Linked DNA regions of Gossypium arboreum: region 1 is linked to region 2. Evidence: chromatin contacts called from public Hi-C data. All regions are on one chromosome and are shown on one strand. Each heading gives the region's core, a stretch centred on a gene start, on an enhancer-like site or on the middle of the called end of the contact. The rest is flanking DNA. Distances are from core to core; before and after follow the strand shown.

Evidence for each region. Hi-C and Micro-C count contacts between places; a contact is called where the count stands out from the background.
Region 1: a contact with region 2 is called in a Hi-C map of leaf, with 3 times the contacts expected there. The contact joins the promoter of LOC108473994 here to the promoter of LOC108465987 in region 2. A contact is called at or near these places in 4 of 5 Hi-C or Micro-C datasets (all in leaf).

What each region holds. Positions count from the first base shown.
Region 1 is chr11:37,014,094-37,017,690 of ASM2569848v2, reverse strand. LOC108473994 (beta-1,4-xylosyltransferase IRX14-like) reads right to left here and starts at 1,848. Exons shown (of 3, transcript XM_017775840.2): 1 at 736-1,848; 2 at 73-615. The coding sequence starts at 1,475.
Region 2 is chr11:36,722,244-36,725,464 of ASM2569848v2, reverse strand. LOC108465987 (protein IRX15-LIKE) reads right to left here and starts at 1,647. Exons shown (of 1, transcript XM_017766359.2): 1 at 39-1,647. The coding sequence starts at 1,244. The coding sequence ends at 279.

The DNA of each region.
Region 1 (3,597 bases), core at 599-3,098, 290 kb before region 2:
TCATTGACTACCCATTGAAACCATTAGGTAGCAGAACACTAAAATGTAATGAGAGTAGGATACGAGATTTACTTGGGAGGAAATTTGCTATCAGCACGAGCTTCAACTCGAAGCCACCAAAGCAAAACCTGGCGACCGCAGTTTCCAAGTGGCTCCACCACCGAAGGGTCATTAACCAAACCTAGGGGACTCTCAATATCACCATTCAACATATCAATATCCTTAATCCATTTCGGCTTATCACTGCTATCTTTCCAAAGCAACCTAGAATTCAAAACAAACCCTGACCACTCCAACTTCCTGGGCAGCACAGTTGCCCGATCATCGATATAAACAGCACTTTTCCCAGCAAATGGCAATGTATTAAAAGTATGCCATCCTGCCAACATATCGGAGGCGTTACAAGCAGGGCCTTGAACAGGCATTCTAGGATTCTCCTCTTCATCCTTTTTCCGATCCGCCATCTCATCAGTATTAACCGAATGAGTAAGTATTCCAACTGAAACAGCCCCGAACCATTTCACATTTTGGATCTCATCAAAAAGTTCCATACTATGCATATTGCTATCATCGGCAAACATAACAATTCCATCCAATTTCTTCTCTCTAATAATTCTGTCCCAAAGTATCACGAAAACTTAATTAAATCTATAGTTCTAACAACCTAATCCCAAAACGTATGGATTTTAATGATTTTCACAATTGAATAAAATTTAAAATTAAACAAACAAGTACCTTAGAGCACGAAGACGCATCTTGGACTCTAATTTATGTCGTTCTTCCCAGGAATTCGGCATCCGTTGATTGAATCCGACGTGGATAGTTTTCAAACCCGATTTCGCAATAAGCGACGCCGTTTCGTTGCTGACGCCACCAGCTTCCACCACGATCCAAACCAGATCGTAGGGAACCAGCATTAGAGAGTGCATCACACCGGTCAAATGCAGCGCTTGGAAAGTGCGTACATACGTCGGAGTGACCACGATAACCGTCCTGGGATTCTTGATGCCGAATTGTGACCTCTGCTCCTTTTGAACTATTTCTATGATCCGGTGCGCCTTCATGACCTCAACCGGGTCCGGATGCGGCCACGGCCTGATCCGGATCCCGTGGCGCCCCACGACGACCCTCGAATTGGTGACCGTCTTGTTAAGCAAAGGCAAGTCAAGGTTGGCGACGGAGTTGTTGGAGAGAACGGAGTTGACATCGAGGGTTTTGACGAGCTCGGCAGTGGATCGGAACGGCGACGTATAGAAGTTAGTAGAAGAAGTGGAGAACAAAAAGAAGAAGACCAAGCGAGAAAAGCGGTAGCCGAGGAGCAAGCTGATTAAACAACAAAGAGCATGGAAGACAAGCCAGAAAATGGCGGCAGGGGATTTAATGGCACTGTCGGAAGACGAATCCAACGGCCCAGATGATCTGAAGCTGTTGGTTCGACGGTTGATGTAGCTCTGGTGCAACGCAGAAAGCTTCATCCTCTTCGAAATCTGTCCTCTCTGAAGCTCCTGCAACAGAGAGAAGAGGACGAAGAAGAAAACAATGGAAATATAACACGAATTATGATTATGTTTTCAAATATTTGGGTAGGTCGATTGGGTGGGGGAAGGTGGGGTTACGAAATCGATTACTTTGGAATTACGGTTGAATTGATTCAGGGTTACTGTCAGATTGCTGCTCTTGGGTTTGTGGCATGCCCATCTTCCTCTAAATTCTTTTTTGTTTGGGACATAAGCGCGTGGTTTAGGGGAATTTAGACACGCTTATAAAAGAAAATAAACCAAATGGAGGGTTTTAATTTGGGAAGAAATAAATTTCTTTTCCTAAATTTTCTGAATCAATAATTAGTTTAGGAAAATGAATTAATTAATTTTAATTTCAAAAGTATAAATTTTTTAAAAAAAAGGTGTGATTATTTAATTTTAAAGCAGAGAGAATAGGGTTTGATAAAGGGTAGAGTAGGAAGGAGAGAATGGGTTGGGTGGGCGGGTGGGTGGTTAGTTGGTTGTGATGATTAGGACCCCCGTCAACTGCTCGCTTCAAATTTTGAAGTTTTATTACTTTATTTTATAGGAAACATGAAAATAGTATTTTTCTCTTCTCTTATAAATCCAAATTAAGATGATTCCAAATCATTATCCATTCTATTTACTTTCCTCTTACAAACACACACTTCAAATTAACTTTTTTGTTCTGTCTATACACTGAATAAAAGCATTGGAAATGAAACCTTAACAACCACACTCCCAATCTTAATCAAACAAATTCCTTTCTAATATTACATGTAATGCCTGTTTTAAATCATGTTTCTTTTCATTTTGAAGAATATAATAAGTTGGAATTATATAAGAAAATAATTATAATATTAGTTTAAATAAAATTAGATAAAACATCATGCAACAATTATAATAATAGTTCATGATATATATAAAACATACTTACACTTAAATAATAAACACATTCAGTAATATTGATTAAAATGTAATTGTTAAAATTTTACTTCATTTTCAAAATAAACCTACACAAACTAAAGAAATAATGGATGTATAGGAAAAACAATTCTAAGAGTGATCCTTACACAAAACATAAATAACTTCCAAAATTTAAAATTAATATCATAATATTGTATTATCTCATTATCAATCAAAATAATTTTCAATCATCCTGTAGTTCTTTTATTCTTTGAATATGGGATTTTTTTTTACTCAATAATCCAAAAAATTAAATTAATAACTTAAATAGTATGGTCATATCATTATTTACCAAAATGAGGCGTTTTGAACAGTAACTAAGGGTGGTGCTTAACAAGAAGGCGACACCACCCATTTTTTGCCCACCATCATTAGGCTATCATTAAACCATAATAGGGATGAAAAAAAATTAATACTTTATTGTCACACCGCCCTACATGACGGCACCAGTATCACACTTATACCGAGTAAAATACGAGTAACATACGAGTTTTGAAAAAAAATAGTTTTTAATAGTTGGAGGAGAGATGTCAAGAGGCACCATTGGGTTGGAAGAGAGGTGTCAAGCGGCATCGAATGAAGGAAAGCTGGCAGGTGGCACCACTACAGCAGACACAACCAGACAGTCACAGGGTGATTTTTTTTTTTACGGCCTGCACTCTCTTGCACCCTTTTGTTGCTTTCTCCCTTCTCAAGCCAAATTTTCATGCGTTCACGGGTAAATTTATACCCATTTTTTACCCTTTATAAAAATCATGTTGGTCCCCTCAGCCATGGCACTAGTGTTGTGTAAAAGTAAAATGAAAGAGTTTAGGGAGAACAGAAGAGAAGAAGGTTTTATGGTGTTGGAAGGAGAGGAGGCAGCAATATATTAGGGTTTTAAGATACAATTTTTTGTAATTATTATTTTTTTGTTTGTTTTGTAATATTATTATTTGTCCTATTTTGTGGTTTTGAAAGGAGAGGAGGCAGCAGCAGGTTAAGGTTTAAAGGCACATTTTTAATTTTTTTAATTAGTATTTGTTTGTTTGTTTTGTAATCTTTATTATTTGTCCTATTTCGTGGTGTTGCGTTATTTATTAGTTGGACGTAAATGTTGATTTGAGGTTAGATTTTAGAATGCATGGTG
Region 2 (3,221 bases), core at 398-2,897:
TTTATCATCAGCATACTATACCAATATACAAAGCCTAATTATGAAAGTCTTTTTTTTTCTTTTTCAAGTTCTGGATCTTCTGATTCAATGAGCTTACAATTTTCATTGCCAAAAACAAAATTATTTTTTACACAAACACCATCCCCAACAAAGAAAAGATCCATCTATAAAATGTTTTCAAATGATGATAAATAATCCGTACGTATTCACCTTCCTTTATACCATTTTTGACACCTTGGCTTGGGACTGTATGTATATATGATCATCACATTCATGAACTAAGATGAAGATGAAGCTTTCCTTGATGTATTGATGTTCTTGTTGCGACAGTATTGGTAGCTATTCTCTTCCATTCTTTCCACCACGAAATGTGCTAGCACTTCGTTCAATTCCACCAAGTTTTCCTTGCACAAAAACTCGTCCCCAGACATCTTCTCCACATCTCTATAATAATCATGAACAAATATATGCGTCTTGGGATTGCCCCCTTTCTTGCTTCTTGCAAGCACCCCCGACGTGAAGATCGGTTGCATCCTTCCAGGGCCTTCGTCTCCTTCGCCTCTTGGCCCATCGATCAATATCAAGTCCCAATCCACTTCGTAAACATGGTTCGGTAAATCATTGATTCCCAGCTTACAATCTGAGAACAGCAGGTTTTGGACCGGCCTGCATTCGTTCCGGATCTGTGCTTTAGCAGATGCTATGAGCTCTCTCGTTTCGCTTGCTTTGGTCGTGTATTGGACGTCGTAAGCGTCGATTTCCGGATGCAACTCTTCGAAATAGGCCGCGTAGTACCGGTTTTCGTCGATGAAAACGGTGCGGCCATTGTGGTTCAGTGCTTTCCACAGGAGGGTTTCTTGTGTTAGACCGAAAACGAGGAAGTTGCATGGGGAGGAACATTTACGTAGGACATCAGAGATCGGCTTCAGCTCCGCATATGTCATGTGGAAACTGTCGTTGGATCTCGAAGCATAATGGAGAAGGGTGTTGATGACGGTGGTGGGCAATAGTGAACCACCACCACCACCAAAGGCGGACACAGATGAGCCGGGGCCTCTCACGGTTGTCCTTACGGCTGCTGTAGTTCTACCGGAAACAGACTCTCGGGTGTATATGAGAGTTAAAAGGAAGGCAATAGTGAAAAAGGAAATGAAGGCAAGGAGCCATAATCTGCTAGAGCTGCCTTGTTTTTGGATATAAGGATGGAGGAGGATTAGCTTGGTATTACTGTTACTGTTCTTCATTTCTTTTTTTTTTTTTTTTTGCTTTTGCAATCGTGGAGAAGAATGTTTTGACTGGTGAGAGAATCAGAGAAAAATGGGGTTTGATTTAAAGAAGGTTGAAACAATATAGGATTAGGCAAACATGAAGTGACATTACGTTAAATTACATTAAAGACAACCTAATAATATTCTAGAAAACCAAATTAAACCACATGGAAAACCATTTAAGTATTTCCTTTTTATGCTTTTGGGGTTTTGAAAAGTAGGTTGGCTTTGTTTTCACTGCAAAACTAACATGGAAGTGATGATTATTTGGGGTGAAAGAATGGTGAAAAGGGATTATCCAAAATTAGAAGTGGTATGAAAGAAACAGAGGAGAAGAGGCGTTGTTGAAGACCGGGGGCTGGTGAGGGGCAAAAGGAAAGTAGATGGGGAATATAATATTGTAGTGACCTGATAACTAATTACAAGCCAAATGTCGCTTTTCCTTCATCAATTTTGGGTTTTATTCTCAAGTAACCTTTTTTTTATACATTTATATATACCATTTCTTAAATAATGAGTTTCCATTTGAAGGTGACAATTCACCTGCTCCAAATTTCCCATTTGCAGAAACCTGGATTTGGAATGAACAGAGTCACAGACTAAGTATGCAGGTTCTTTTATGTTCCTTTAAATTAACTGATAGTCTGGTTTATAGTTATATATGAACAAAGTATAACCCAAAAACCGATATTTTTCATAACAAGTTCAGCTGATCTAAGGAATAATGTTCATTAGGAATTTATATTTGCAGGAAAGTTGTGTAAGTCCCTTTTCTTATTGGAGAGGCATGGGATTGTGCAATTATACATGTGAATCAGTGATCTCAGTGGCTTAACAGCTATGAACAGAATAGATTAACAAATGACTTGAACAGCAAGGTAATATAATCAATAGCATTACTTGTTTCAAACAAGGTTATTACAGTACAAGGAAATGGTGACAATCCTTACAGTGGCCCAGAAAAGGTAATGTCAGACCATCTTACTTTATGCTTCCAAACTTGTCGGTTAAAGCTTAGCCCTCTATAAAATTTTATTTTAGTCGCATTGGATTTTGCACATTAGTTTGTTTGTTGTTGATAGAATAATAGTATTAGATTAAATGGTTGTTTAAGTTTTTATTTTTTATTTTTAATTTAATGCTATGTTAATTATCATTCAAAATTAAGGTGTAAGAACTAAAATATTATATTTTCAATAGTAGAGAGGTTAAAATTGCAGTAAACTCATCTTTTATCATTTGGATTGCAAATATAAAATATGAAGCCCTAAAAAAATTAGGTAGGGTATGGGCCAGTTGACTGAACAGTTCTCTCCTGGGTTTCACCACGCTCTTTTCTCATGTGCCACTGGTTAAACTAACATAAGGCTTCACACCATCGTTTTCAAGTGACAAAACTGAACAGATTTCTAAAAAGAAAAAAAACAACAAAGATAATATCCCCTCTCTTGTGCTTTTTTAGCCAAAGGGGCAGCTTTAATACTTTAGTTCTATGGTCCAATTAACACTTACAATTTACATTAAAGAAAACAAAACAACATTGACATGACCTTTGTGGATTGGTAACGTTCTGTTTGGTCAATAAAGCATCCATGTTTTTTGCTCATTGAAATGGAGCACAAAGCATGAAAGATTAAAGGGAAGGGCATTATTAAGGGATAAAAAGGGCACATGTTTAAGTGCATTTGGCTTCAAAGATGGGACATAAAGTTTGGGGCTTTCAACATGGGGAAGATATTCTATGACTGATGAACACTAATGAAGTAATTAAAATAAAAAAAAATTGTCAAATTACCCCATCTTTAATCATAACAAGATGGAGGTTGAAGAAGCATGGATTTTTTAAAGAATCTTTATTAGGTATTTAGTGATGCAAATAAAAGTGATATTTTAAAATATTTAATTAGTAATTATTATTTTTATTATTATAGTATTGAAAAGAAAAAATGATAC